3 separate regions of the Mus musculus genome follow, and regions 1 and 2 are each linked to region 3. The links are chromatin contacts, called in public promoter capture Hi-C maps. All regions are on one chromosome and are shown on one strand. Each heading gives the region's core, a stretch centred on a gene start, on an enhancer-like site or on the middle of the called end of the contact. The rest is flanking DNA. Distances are from core to core; before and after follow the strand shown. Region 1 holds the start of Zfp687 (zinc finger protein 687). Region 2 holds the start of Cdc42se1 (CDC42 small effector 1). Region 3 holds the start of Polr3gl (polymerase (RNA) III (DNA directed) polypeptide G like).

The links. Promoter capture Hi-C pulls out the DNA fragments that hold promoters and counts their contacts. Capture Hi-C pulls out chosen DNA fragments and counts their contacts.
Region 1: a contact with region 3 is called in a promoter capture Hi-C map of liver, with 4 times the contacts expected there. The contact joins the promoter of Zfp687 here to the promoter of Polr3gl in region 3. A contact is called at or near these places in 1 of 39 promoter capture datasets (pre-B cells) and 2 of 9 other capture datasets (adipose tissue and liver).
Region 2: a promoter capture Hi-C map of pre-B cells shows a contact between it and region 3. The contact joins the promoter of Cdc42se1 here to the promoter of Polr3gl in region 3. A contact is called at or near these places in 3 of 39 promoter capture datasets (hippocampal neurons, liver and pre-B cells).

Annotation. Positions count from the first base shown.
Region 1 is chr3:95,013,425-95,017,022 of GRCm38.p6, reverse strand. Zfp687 (zinc finger protein 687) reads left to right here and starts at 1,566. Exons shown (of 9, transcript NM_001357863.1): 1 at 1,566-1,703. 4930481B07Rik (a long non-coding RNA gene) reads right to left here and starts at 1,494. Exons shown (of 2, transcript XR_003954670.1): 1 at 746-1,494; 2 at 1-382.
Region 2 is chr3:95,226,458-95,230,157 of GRCm38.p6, reverse strand. Cdc42se1 (CDC42 small effector 1) reads right to left here and starts at 1,734. Exons shown (of 5, transcript NM_172395.3): 1 at 1,293-1,734. Mllt11 (myeloid/lymphoid or mixed-lineage leukemia; translocated to, 11) reads left to right here and starts at 1,481. Exons shown (of 2, transcript NM_019914.4): 1 at 1,481-2,074. It overlaps Gm16740 (predicted gene, 16740), which reads right to left. Exons shown (of 4, transcript NR_108026.1): 4 at 3,500-3,635.
Region 3 is chr3:96,591,767-96,595,753 of GRCm38.p6, reverse strand. It overlaps Polr3gl (polymerase (RNA) III (DNA directed) polypeptide G like), which reads left to right and starts at 1,573. Exons shown (of 8, transcript NM_027241.4): 1 at 1,573-1,670.

The DNA.
Region 1 (3,598 bases), core at 317-2,816, 1.6 Mb after region 3:
ATTTGTCTGATGTCATCATGTGGAATGTAGTGGTTCCAAGATTCCTCCCATACATAAGCCTGAATTTTTTGGATCCACTGCTATGGGAGTCCAAGGGGAGGTAACAGAGCCTTCTTTTAAAAGCTTTACCCAAACCTGGGCCTGATGGCGCAACAGTGTAGCCCTAGTTACTAGGCAGGCAGGACAACTTAGTGGAAACCCTGTCCCAAAAAGTGATAGGGTATAGAGTAGCTTCAGTGTTACGAGTGCACCTGCCAAGCGTGTGCGACTCCCAACGTCCAATAATCAGTATCGCCAAAACAAAACAAAAACACTCGCCAAGCTGCTATGTCGGTGGGCTGCTTGCTTGGACTGGGTGAAGCACTAGGTTCCACTCCGAACACTGCAAAAAGTGAAAATAAAACAGAAATTTAAAAACCCTTGTCATTTGAAACGGCTGCGGTCGCGGTGGGCGGCGGCGGCGCGGGGCCAGGGTAGAGAGCGCGCCAGGTGGCACACTGGGCCTGCAGATGGATCCAGCAAAAACCTGAGCCAGCGCAGGTGGGTGAGTGTCAAGGCAATTCGTCTCCCTGGCGACTCCGCCCCTTTTCCCACCTCCAAGGGGCGGGGCAGCAAAGCGCGGGAAAGCTCAACGGGAACAGTAATGCCAGCTCCCGTCAGGGGCGGAGAAAAGGGAGCTCTCTTAAATGGGAAATAGATCTGGGCTCCCTCCTTCTCTCGCGTAAGAAGCCTATCAGCATACTACCTTAAGCTCTCCTTGGTTGTGGCCCAGGCCACGCCAGCACTTCCCAACGTCACCTCCCCCACTTCCGGTCGCAGCGTGTCCCAGGTCTCAGGTCTCGGTGGTTCCGGTTTCTTTTACACTCGGAATCCCAAAGTCTGTCCAGCTCTCCCGCAGAGGGAGGGGCCGTGCGTGGTGCGTACGCCCAGAGGCAGGCGGACGCCAGAACCGCATCCATCCGGATTATAAAGCAGTTTAGACTGCGAGGAACCCCAGGCAATGGTCACCCCGATGACGTAATGTTTGGGGGTGGCACCTCATTTTGTGACCCCCAGCACCGCATCCGTTCGAGCGCGGCTTAGCCTGAGGAAACGGCACGAACACTTAAAACACCCAGGTTCCACACGGAGCCGACGAGGTTCCCCTAGACGCGCCGCCATACAGCTAGAGTTCCTAAGTTTGTAGATGTGAGGCACAGTGTCCAGCTTCGAGCGACCAATGGAGAGAGGATGGCTACGCTTCTGAGCTAGCTAGTCACCCCTCGCAACCCAAAGCGAAGACTAAGGCTGGCTTCTTGCTAAGCGACAGCGGCGGCGGCCAATGGCTTTCGGGCTGCTCAGACAGGGCAGGTGGACTCCGGAGCAGCCAATGGGGAGAACCTTCTCCACAGGGCCCAGGCCCTTTGTCCAATAGTGATGAGAAGACTATGAGGGGCCAGTTCCGAGCGGGGTATGGAGGGCCAATCCCATACGGGACTGGGTGGGGCTCACAGTTGAATGACAGGTCCATTAGCCAATGGCGAGTATGAAAGCGGGCAGCCCGGACTAGGAGCACGGAGGGAGCTGAGGGAGAGGGGAGGCCGAAGCGGAGAGAAGCAGGAAGTAGCGGCGGCCGCGGGGAGGGCGGCGGCGGCGGTAGCGGCGGTGGCGGCTGGAACCGGGAGGAGGCCGTAGGGTCTCAGCCCGCACCAGGATCGGAACAAGTAAGCACGCTCGCGGCAAATACCCGCCCCTGGCTCCGCCCCCCGGGGGGGCGGGTAAATACCCCTGCCCCTCCCCCACTTGGTCAACTACCCCCTTCTCCGTGCCGCCGCCCCCTGGGGCGGCTGCTGGCCTGGCCGGGTCGCCGCCTTCTTCTTCGAGGACCACCGGTGGGAACTCCAGTTTGCTGGAAGCACGGCCCCCTAGCCTGGTAACGTGGGAGGGGGTTCCTGGACCCCTAAGTCCTGGCGCTCTTAGACTGAGAGGCAGTCAGAGTGCGGCCGGGGGACTCGAGGCTGCGGGATGTCGCGACCTAAAATGGTGTCCGTGCCGGGCGGTGGGGGCGGGGGAATTGGGCCCAGCAGGAGAGGAGCCTGCATCCCGACCGGGTGCTGGTCAGCGTCCGGACCCAGGCAGGACTCAGGCTAGCGCCTCGATCCTGGCGAGCTCCTTGCAGTCACTCGGGTCTGGGGAGAGCCTCTGGGGGTCAGAGACAGGGCAAGCTGCCCGGCGCGCAGAGATGAAGGGGACCAGGTTCGAGTCTGGACTGACCTGGCTGCAGAGCTTAGAATCACGCAGGGACCGCCCCCTCTTGTGTCTCCACTCCCCTCGCGCCACTCCCCACTGCCGGGGAGTCCTGGCCCCCAATGTGCAGCGCCGCAGATCCTAAGGGCCTGGCCTCACCGAGGCCCTCCCTTGAGTTCTTAGCCGGTGAAAGTGAAAGAAGCACCACTCGCCTCAGTTTACCCTTTAGTTTTTAAATGTACTTCTTGTCCCCTACCCGAAACCCCGGACTTACTTTCCGCGCCAGTCCCTGGCAGATGGCAGGGACTTAAATGCCGCCCGCTGCCCAGCTTGGCCGCAACCTAATCGCCCCTGGCCGTGCTCTGGCCCCTTCCTTTTGCTCTGCGCTGTAGGCCTTGGGCAAAGGGCAATGGAGCCCCCACCCTACCGGTGTCTGTTCACCCTTTTCTTGTTAAGCCCCCTTTGCTTTTGAAGAACAGAGGGGGAAAGTAGGTAGGGAGATGGCAGCTCCACAGGCCTGGCGGCTGAGTGGAGGATCTTCATTGGCCTTAAGCCTCTGTGTTTGGCCCACTGTCTGCTCCAGGTGGCTATCGGATGACCTCCAAGTCACTTGCACGCCAGAGGGAGGTGGTTGGGAGAGGTAGGTTCGCAGGTGTTTTCTTAGTCCCCATTGGTTTGTACTCCACCGACCCACCCTGCTGGGAGCTTGAGTGGGAAGGTAGCCCAGGCTTCCCGACCCGGGAGAGCTGAATTGAAGAGGGACCTAGCGATTCATCTGGGTTAAAACTAAGGGCTTTGTTCAAACCCAGAATGTGCAGAATTAAATAGAGGGGTAATGTACAAGGAGGACTACCCTTTCTTCCTCTAGTTGGTACCCTTGTCCCCCACCCCCACCTTGGTCCGGGCAATGCCAGCCGCCACCTGCTGGGACTATCTCCAGTTACAGTCTGAAGGCTGGAAAGAGGTGAGAGAATTGGCCCTGGGAAATGGCTTGCATCCTGGGCAGGGAATGTATAAAGGGGAGCGAATTTGTCCCTATGTTGAGTCTTCCTAGATACAGAATTACTTATGGTTAAGAACAGATAGAGGATAGAGTTTGGGTCTCCTACAGTCTCTGAGCTGGCCTCCTTGTTGCTTTAGTGACACATAAGTCTTTTGGGAATACCCCTCCCCAATCCTCCCTGGGCCAGATTAAGGTTGGGGGAGACTTCTAGGCTACTGTTACCCAAGAAGGTGGAGTTTGAGTTGGAGGGTAGACTGTGTGAGGAGCTTAGAGCAGAAATGTCAGTGGAAAGGAGGAGCTTTCTCCCAGTGTGGAAGCTATGTTGGACCAGCTTGTGCCCTGGAGTCTTAACCCTGAGAGAGCAAGGTG
Region 2 (3,700 bases), core at 485-2,984, 1.4 Mb after region 3:
TCTCTTCCAGGGACCTGACCAAGCTGGGTGGAGGGAAAGTGTGTGTGGGACTTGGCGTGAAACCACCAATGATGATGAGAAGTGACCAGGAAATTCCATTCCCTTAGGACATTAGGGTCTCTGAAACTTGGAGGCCCGTGTCAGAGTGTGAAGACCAGCCAGGGTCACTGTGGTAGTGCGGGAGTTGGGGGTGGGGTGGGGTGGGGTGGGGGGGGGGGGAGGAGGAACAAAGCCAGAAAAGGAAGTACTAAGCTTTGGCTGTCACTCCTCTTCAAAGCAGCCAACGAATGGGCTGGGAACAAATAAAGCCTGAGCTGGCTAGCTGGGGAGGGTGGGATGCTGAATCCATGGCCCACTACTTCATCCCCACAGTAAAAAGGAAGCCAGGAGGGATCAGGGACAAAAGCGCAGAAAGCCACATCCTTGACAGGAGGGCCCCTCTCACTTCCACCAGAAACCCAGAACTTGAAATGACAAACCCTAAACCACCGTCATCGTCCCGGTGGGCCTTACACACTTCAGAGCTGTAGAGGGGCGAGCAGGAGAGAGGTGGGGAGGAAGGATGTACACAGGTAGTTCCCCGAGCCTGTGGTAGCCCCAAACCGGTTCTCCCGGTCCCGCTGCCTCCGGCCCCAAGGCCTCCCTCTCCAACCCGCTGTCTGACAAGCCTTCACAAGAAGCAAGAAGCAGCTGGAGAGAAAGAGACTTGAGAATCGTGTGGGCAAATTCTGGCTATAAGCCCGGGGATGCAGCTGGTCCCTGTGTGGAGACCCTCCAAACATAGCGGGCTGCTGAGGGACTCCCAAGAGAGGAATGGGCCCCATTTTCAAACAAGTTACAGATATTTGTCCGAGCACCAACCCTGCCCTAACCCCAGGGAAGGGCTGGGGATACTTAAAAGTTAACAGAAGGAGATCCTAATTTCTTCCCCTCCCCCAATATTCTCCGTCAGACTCCAGCTCCGTCCCCCACCCACTGCGACCCAGGATGGGAACTTCGATGAATTGTACTGGCTCTGTCAATGTTCTCCGTGGCTGCTTCACTCTGGCTTAGACCTTCCGGGGCCCAGCACCACTTCGGATTCTCTAGCACAGCAGATCTCTCAGGTTAGAGGGCCGGCGAGGAGCCCCTGTCGCTTCGCACCTTCCACCCGGCCCCACGCTGCAGTCGCCGCTTCCCTGCCTCTCCGTGGCTTGCGCCGCCCGCGCGTGTACTGTGATCGCGACCTCCCCGCTGCCCTGCCCTCCCCTCCCCGCCGCCCGCGCGCAGCCCGGCTCGCCCGGCGCTCTTACCTGCGGCTCCCCGGCGTCCCCACTGCGGGCGGGGGCTCCGCCACTCCGGGTCCCCTGGCTGCTTCTCGGCACGGCGGGGAGTTGAGGGCGGGCCGGCAGAGGTGGGGCTGGCGGAGGGCGGAAACGCCGGCGACGCGATTACGAAACCCAGGGGCTGAGAGCGGAGCGCAGCGCTCCGCCCAGCTTCGGGGCGCACGGCGTGGCCCGCGGGGACAGCGGCAAGCACCGCGCTCGGGGACAACCGCGGCACCCCAACTGTCTGTGCTAGTCTGTCCACCTGCTGCAGGCGCTGAGAGGACGATGCGCTGGGGCCCTTTCTGAGTCTCCCAAAGTCCCCTTTAGTCCTTACAGTGGGAAAGGAGGGCCATTCTGTTGTTTAACCGGAAGACTTTTTAACCCATACATCTAAGTTAGAGGACAATTAACTGCTCAGCCATGCGCTCCAGTCAGCACGAGGGTACTTGGAGAGGTGGGGGTGCGGTGCGAGCCGACGGAGAGGCTCTACGGTGGATAGCGTGTTCCGGAACCTATCCCTCGAATTAGCCGAGTCAGGCAGAGAGGGGGCGGGGAGTGCTTCCGCCCTTGCTAGGAGGGGCTGCATTGCAGGGGAGACCCAGCGGCAGATTCTGTCACAGACGAGGGAGAAGGCGTGAGGAGACAAAGCCGTCACATCCGCGACAGCTTCCTTCAGCAGCCTCCTCCTCTCCAGTCCAGAGCCGACCCCCGAGCCCCTGAGGCATCCCTTCCGTCTTCGGAACACCCTAGTCATTCATTGCTAACAGGTAACCAAGACGAGGGACCGCTTCTTAAGCTTGAAAGACCCCGTGTGAGACCGAGGTGGGGGGCAGTTTAAGAGGAGAGAAGGGGGCGCTATGAACAATGGGTTACTATTCGTTACCAGATTTTTTATCTGTTAAGATCTCCATCCATGCCTTACCATGGACCTAGGCATTCATTTCTAGCACTTTACCTGTAATCATCTCTCGGCATTTAGCTCTTCATTTCATGTATTCATTTTCCTATAATTTTTGCCCTGTGCATCTAATGGCTTCTGTCTAGTGTCTAGTTATCTATATCTTCCTTTTCAAGCTATAATTTCTGCTACCAGTTATTTGGTGAATCTTTATTCCTACTGTAATTATTGTAGCCTCTACTCCCTTGTATTTCTATCCCCCTCGATTTTCTGTCTCTTGTAGGGAGGTTTGGGGAGTAGGGTACTTTTTTTTTTTTTTAAACATGAGATGCTATTGAGAGTGATTGGAACCTTTAACAATCTCCTCCCTATCTCAGATTTTTGCTCCAAAGAGGCTTTAGGTGGGACAGGTGGGAGCCATTGTGGGATTGCCCGATGGCATGCTGCAATCAGTGTAGCTCACAGGAACTACTTATGACAGCAGATTTGTCTTTGCAGCTCCTCCTAGAAAAAGGGGAGGATTGTGGCTAATAGGAAAATCCTAGAGCAACATGAGAAATACCAGGAAGCCTCCATTTTCATCCACCACCATCCCTCCTTAGACTGCATGGTGGCAGCATGACACAGCAAGGCCCTGTGGATTAGGCCTTGAATGCTCTTGGGGGGATCTGGACAAAGGGTATTTGGGTGTGTCCAGGTAGTTTAAAGAAAGTGTATCTTTTAAATGTGTGTATCTACTAATCATTTTATCTCTAAGAATAGACAATGAAAATTTAGAAGTTACTCTGCATAAAATAACTGGGTGGCATTTACTGAGCAAATATGTCAATTTTCACCATCCAGAGCCCTTAGGATAAGCAAAAATAGATAAAATGATGGGTGAAGAGCATTTAGGGAAAGAAAGGGGACGATAGCTGAAGAGCAGCCGGTCTTTTTTATTTTAATGCCACATATGCCTTTATGTCTGTTTTCTGGGACAAATTTGAGTCTCTCTGTACATGTCGATAGGTCAATGGTATAGCTAGAGATTTTCAGCCTTTTAATATCTCACACATTTTCTTTTAAATTGTTTTTGTTTTATATTCGTTCATGGTCTTGGTTTGGTTTTGGGGGGCTTTGAACCCACAGTCGTCCTGCTTCAGCCTGAGTGCTGGGACTACAGCTGTGCTCTGCCACACTGGACTAGCTTTTTACATTGGATGATAGTTCTGTCCATCCCTGATAAATTATTTAGGCAACTTTTTTTAGGTTACAGTTGTTAGGAAGTCAGTTTATCAACAATAACTCAAATCCTAGCTTAGTCTCTGCTCACTTTATTTTTTGAGACAGGGTCTCTTGTAGCCAGGCTGACATCAAATTCTTCATCTTCCTGCTGCCACTTGCCAGATGCTGGGGTCACAGGAATCCCACCACCATATAAGGCTCTCCTGCTATTCAGATTAGAACCACAAAAAGTAGTAAACAGAATATAAGAAAATACTTTTTTTGAGAACTA
Region 3 (3,987 bases), core at 324-2,823:
AAGGAAAGTGGGGGCATCGGATGGGTATTAAGGGTTTGGAAAGCTCACCGAGGGTCTTAGAGGACTCAAATGGTGGACGCCACCAAGTACAGATACAAAAAGTCACGTTCCTGGGAAAGGAGGAGAAACAGCCGGAGGGAAATCACCCACTTTTATTAGCTATTGATGTGTGCCGAGAGATGTGCATACATACATCATCTCCAACCCTCACAACTCAATGAGGGGGGAACTATTGTCTTCCTGCAACAAATGATAATGAGGTTAAGCAAGTTCCCCCAAAGCGCTACAGCTATGTTTTTATACTATTCCAAAAACGGAGTATGTGTCATCCACATGCAACTTCCCAGTCTAGAGGCCATTTTCTCTGACCTCTGTCATATTCTTGTTGACTGACTCCTAGTTTTACATCCATCCTGAAGTATTTCCCTTTACTTCTACTCTGTAAAAAAAATGACTCTTTCTATTCTGCCCTCTTTCCTTGAAGGGGCTTGAAGGGCAGTGGAAAGTACAGAAAGAAAAAACCCACTGGGTTCCTGCCTTCTCTCCCCAATTACTGCTCTGGTCCCAAGCCCCCTTCTCTCCCTCACTTCTCAGACACCGCAACAATCCGCATTTGGGGCCTGAGCTTGGTAGCAGAGTCAAGAGTATCAAGAGTTCAAGGCCAGCCTAGACTGGGTAGCCAGACCCTGCCTTTAGAGAAAAAAAATCTTTTAAAGATTATTTATTAGTAGTGCTGGTGACTGAGGAAGAATAATAAAGAGGGTGTGTGTGGTATGTGTGTGTGTGTGTGTGTGGTGTGTGTGGTGTGTATGTGATGGCCTAAGCCAGAAGAGGGCGCGGGAGTCCGGTAGTTGGGAACCTCCTGGAGTGTTTCTCTGTGTGTGTGTGTGTGTGTGTGTGATGTGTGGTGTGTGTGTGTGTGTGTGTGTGTGTGTGTGTGTGTGTGTGATGTGTGGTGTGTGTGTGTGTGTGTGTGTGTGTGTGTGTGTGTGTGTGATGTGTGGTGTGTGTGTGTGTGATGTGTGGTGTGTGTGTGGTGTGTGTGTGGTGTGTGTGTGTGTGTGTGTGTGTGTGTGGTGTGTGTGTGTGTGTGGTGTGTGTGTGTGTGTGTGTGTGTGTGTGTGTGTGTGTGGTGTGTGTGTGTGTGTGTGTGTGTGTGGTGTGTGTGTGGTGTGTGTGTGTGTGTGTGTGTGTGTGTGTGTGTGTGTGTGTGTGTGTGATGGCCTAAGCCAGAAGAGGGCGCTGGAGTCCGGTAGTTGGGAACCTCCTGGAGTGTTTCTGGGAACTCCTGCAGGCACAGCTGTTAACAGATGAGCAGTCTGGTTTCTCTGACCCAGGGCTACATTTCCCAGCAGCGGTTCTCCTCTTCTGGCTCCGCCACGTGTCTGGATGAGCTCTGAGTAGCAGGACATCTTAGCCATCTAGTTCGGTCTGGGCATAAGAGGTGAATTCTGCAGCCCCAGGTCTCAGCGCGCCACTTCCCAAGCCTCAGTTCCGGTTAAGCTCGCTCCCTCCTCCTCCCCTCCTCGCCCGCCTCCGCTCTCGTCGATTGGCCAGGAAAACCCACCAATGGAGAGCTCGGGGAGGCGGGCCTAGAACGAGGGCTGGAAGAAGAAAAGCAAATTTCAAGTTGGCGGCTGCGTGGGCCCTGAGTGGGGGAGGGACGGCAGGTAAGGCTTCGACCTGGTGGCTCTGACCCGGTTTGGTTCGGTACTTCCCGAATTAGTCCCTCGGCGCCGACAGCGACGTAGATAACGCTTTCTGTCAGCCTGTTGGATCAGCCCCCTTCTAAATCCCTCCCCTTTTTCCCCGGGCTCTCACTGCTGTCTTGACTGTACGCCGGAGACAGCTTGCTGTCGCGCCTGGGGACAGATATTAAAGCAGGAGAGGAAGGTTCATTCTTGTAGCTCAGACTCTTCTATGGTACCAGCTTCTCCCGCACCCATTAACGTAACATTAGCCCCCTGTCAAGAGCCTGACAGATTCTTATTACCTATCAAGTCAACTGAACCGCTACCCTCTACCCACCACTTTCCTAGACCACCGTGAAGAATTTATTGATCCCCGACCTGACAAAGTCCGATTATCACTATTGGAATCTCTTTAATTTTTAAAATTACATTATTTGTGTGTGTGTGGGGGGGGTACGTACAAGCCATGGCTTACGCAAGGAGGTCAGAGGACAACTTGAGCTAGTCAGCCTGTTTCCTGGCCACTTGGCAACACGAGTATTTACCATCTCACGAGGCTGACTTTTTCCATCCCTCCCATGCTTTTATCGGCAGACTCTTGCTATGTAGCCCATACTGGCCTCCAGTTTGCATTCCCCCTGCCACAGTACCCCCGGTGTTAGGATTATATGTTCTCTTTCACTGTTTCTATTCTATGAACGGAAGGTTTGATGGGACAGATTGGGGTACTTAATACATTGTGTTCAGTAAGCGTTAATCGAGTGGAATTGATTTGTGGGAACCAGTGCTCTTGTCAAGGAGGACAAATTTAAACTCCTGATATAATTAGGGAACAATAAAAGACAACATTATATAATTAGGGGTCTTTGAACTGGTGGTTTATTGCATTAATGTTTTATAGTTATTCTCAGACCAGAGAAGGAAAACAACAAAAAGAACCAGAAGGGAGTCTTTGTGACTCACAGAGTCTGTAGACACATGTTCAAAAGACAGATATTTACTGAGAACCTACTACATAGCAGACACAGTGCTAGACAACCGGGATCACAATGAACCCTCTGATAACATCTATTCAATAAATTGTTATTTAGTATGTGGGAAAATATTTTCGAAACCAGTTCTTTCTATGCAGGGCAAACAGGCTGACCTCCAACTTATGACCCTCCTGCCTCACCCTTTCTGGGATAACAGGCTTGTACCACTGCACCCCAAATAAGCTTTTTTCTTTTAAATTGAGAAATGTGAGTCCGGTCTTACAAATGCTAAGCATTCATTCTGCCCCTGAACTACACCCCTAGCTCTGAAACAGCATCTTTAGGAAGAGAACTCACTAGCTCTTTTCAGGTCGGTCCACTCTTTCACTTTTTCCTTTGAATTTATTCAACTTAAACTTACTTATTATTAGTGGGCCTGGGTGGAGTGTGTACCATGGTGCATATGTGGAGGTCAGGCTGGCCCCAAACTCACCATGGAACCAAAGATGAATTGAAATTTCTGAATGACAGGCTTGGCCCAAGGCTTTCTGCTAAGCGAGTGTGTTGTTGCTGTTGTTGTTGTTGTGAGGGTTTGCTTATTTTCTTTAACTGGGGATTGAATTGAGGCCCTAGTGATTTGCTAAGTAGGGTTCCACCACTGAGCTATAGCACCCACTCGTCCTCTGAATTCTTGTGTGTGGGTGGGCGTTTGGTCTGCATGTGAGTCTTTGTACCACTTGTGTGCTTGAAACCCTCAGAAGGCAGAAAAGGGTGTTGGGTTCCCTGGGACGGGTTACAGACAGCTGTGAGTCCCTGTGTGGGTCCCGGGGAATCGAATCCCAAGTCCTCTGGGAGAGCAGCCAGTGCTCTGAGCCACTGAACCATTCTCCAGATTTCCCCTGCATTCTTGAAAACGAAGCATCCTTTTTACTTGTTGATTGTAGGATATACATTTATTCCACACAACTTTCAAACACATAGTAATATAAGAGTGTGCATTATTTCATAGCCCTAAGGTAATAATGATGGTAATTAGTATTTTACAACTTTAAACTTTATTGTTATTTTATGTACTTGCACACTGGTGCCACCGCATGCATGTCAGCGTCAGAGGACAGCTTTGTAAGGTTATGTCTCCCTTGCACCTTAGTTGGTTCCAGGGATGGGACTCAGGTTCTTGGACTGGCACTGACTTTATCTGCTGAGCCATCTTGCCTGCCCCTGATACTAGTATTTAGACATATGTACTCTCAGTTTATTCTGTATATATGCAAAACTTTTTGTTTTATAAGTAAATAGAGCCACACTATAAATTCAATTTT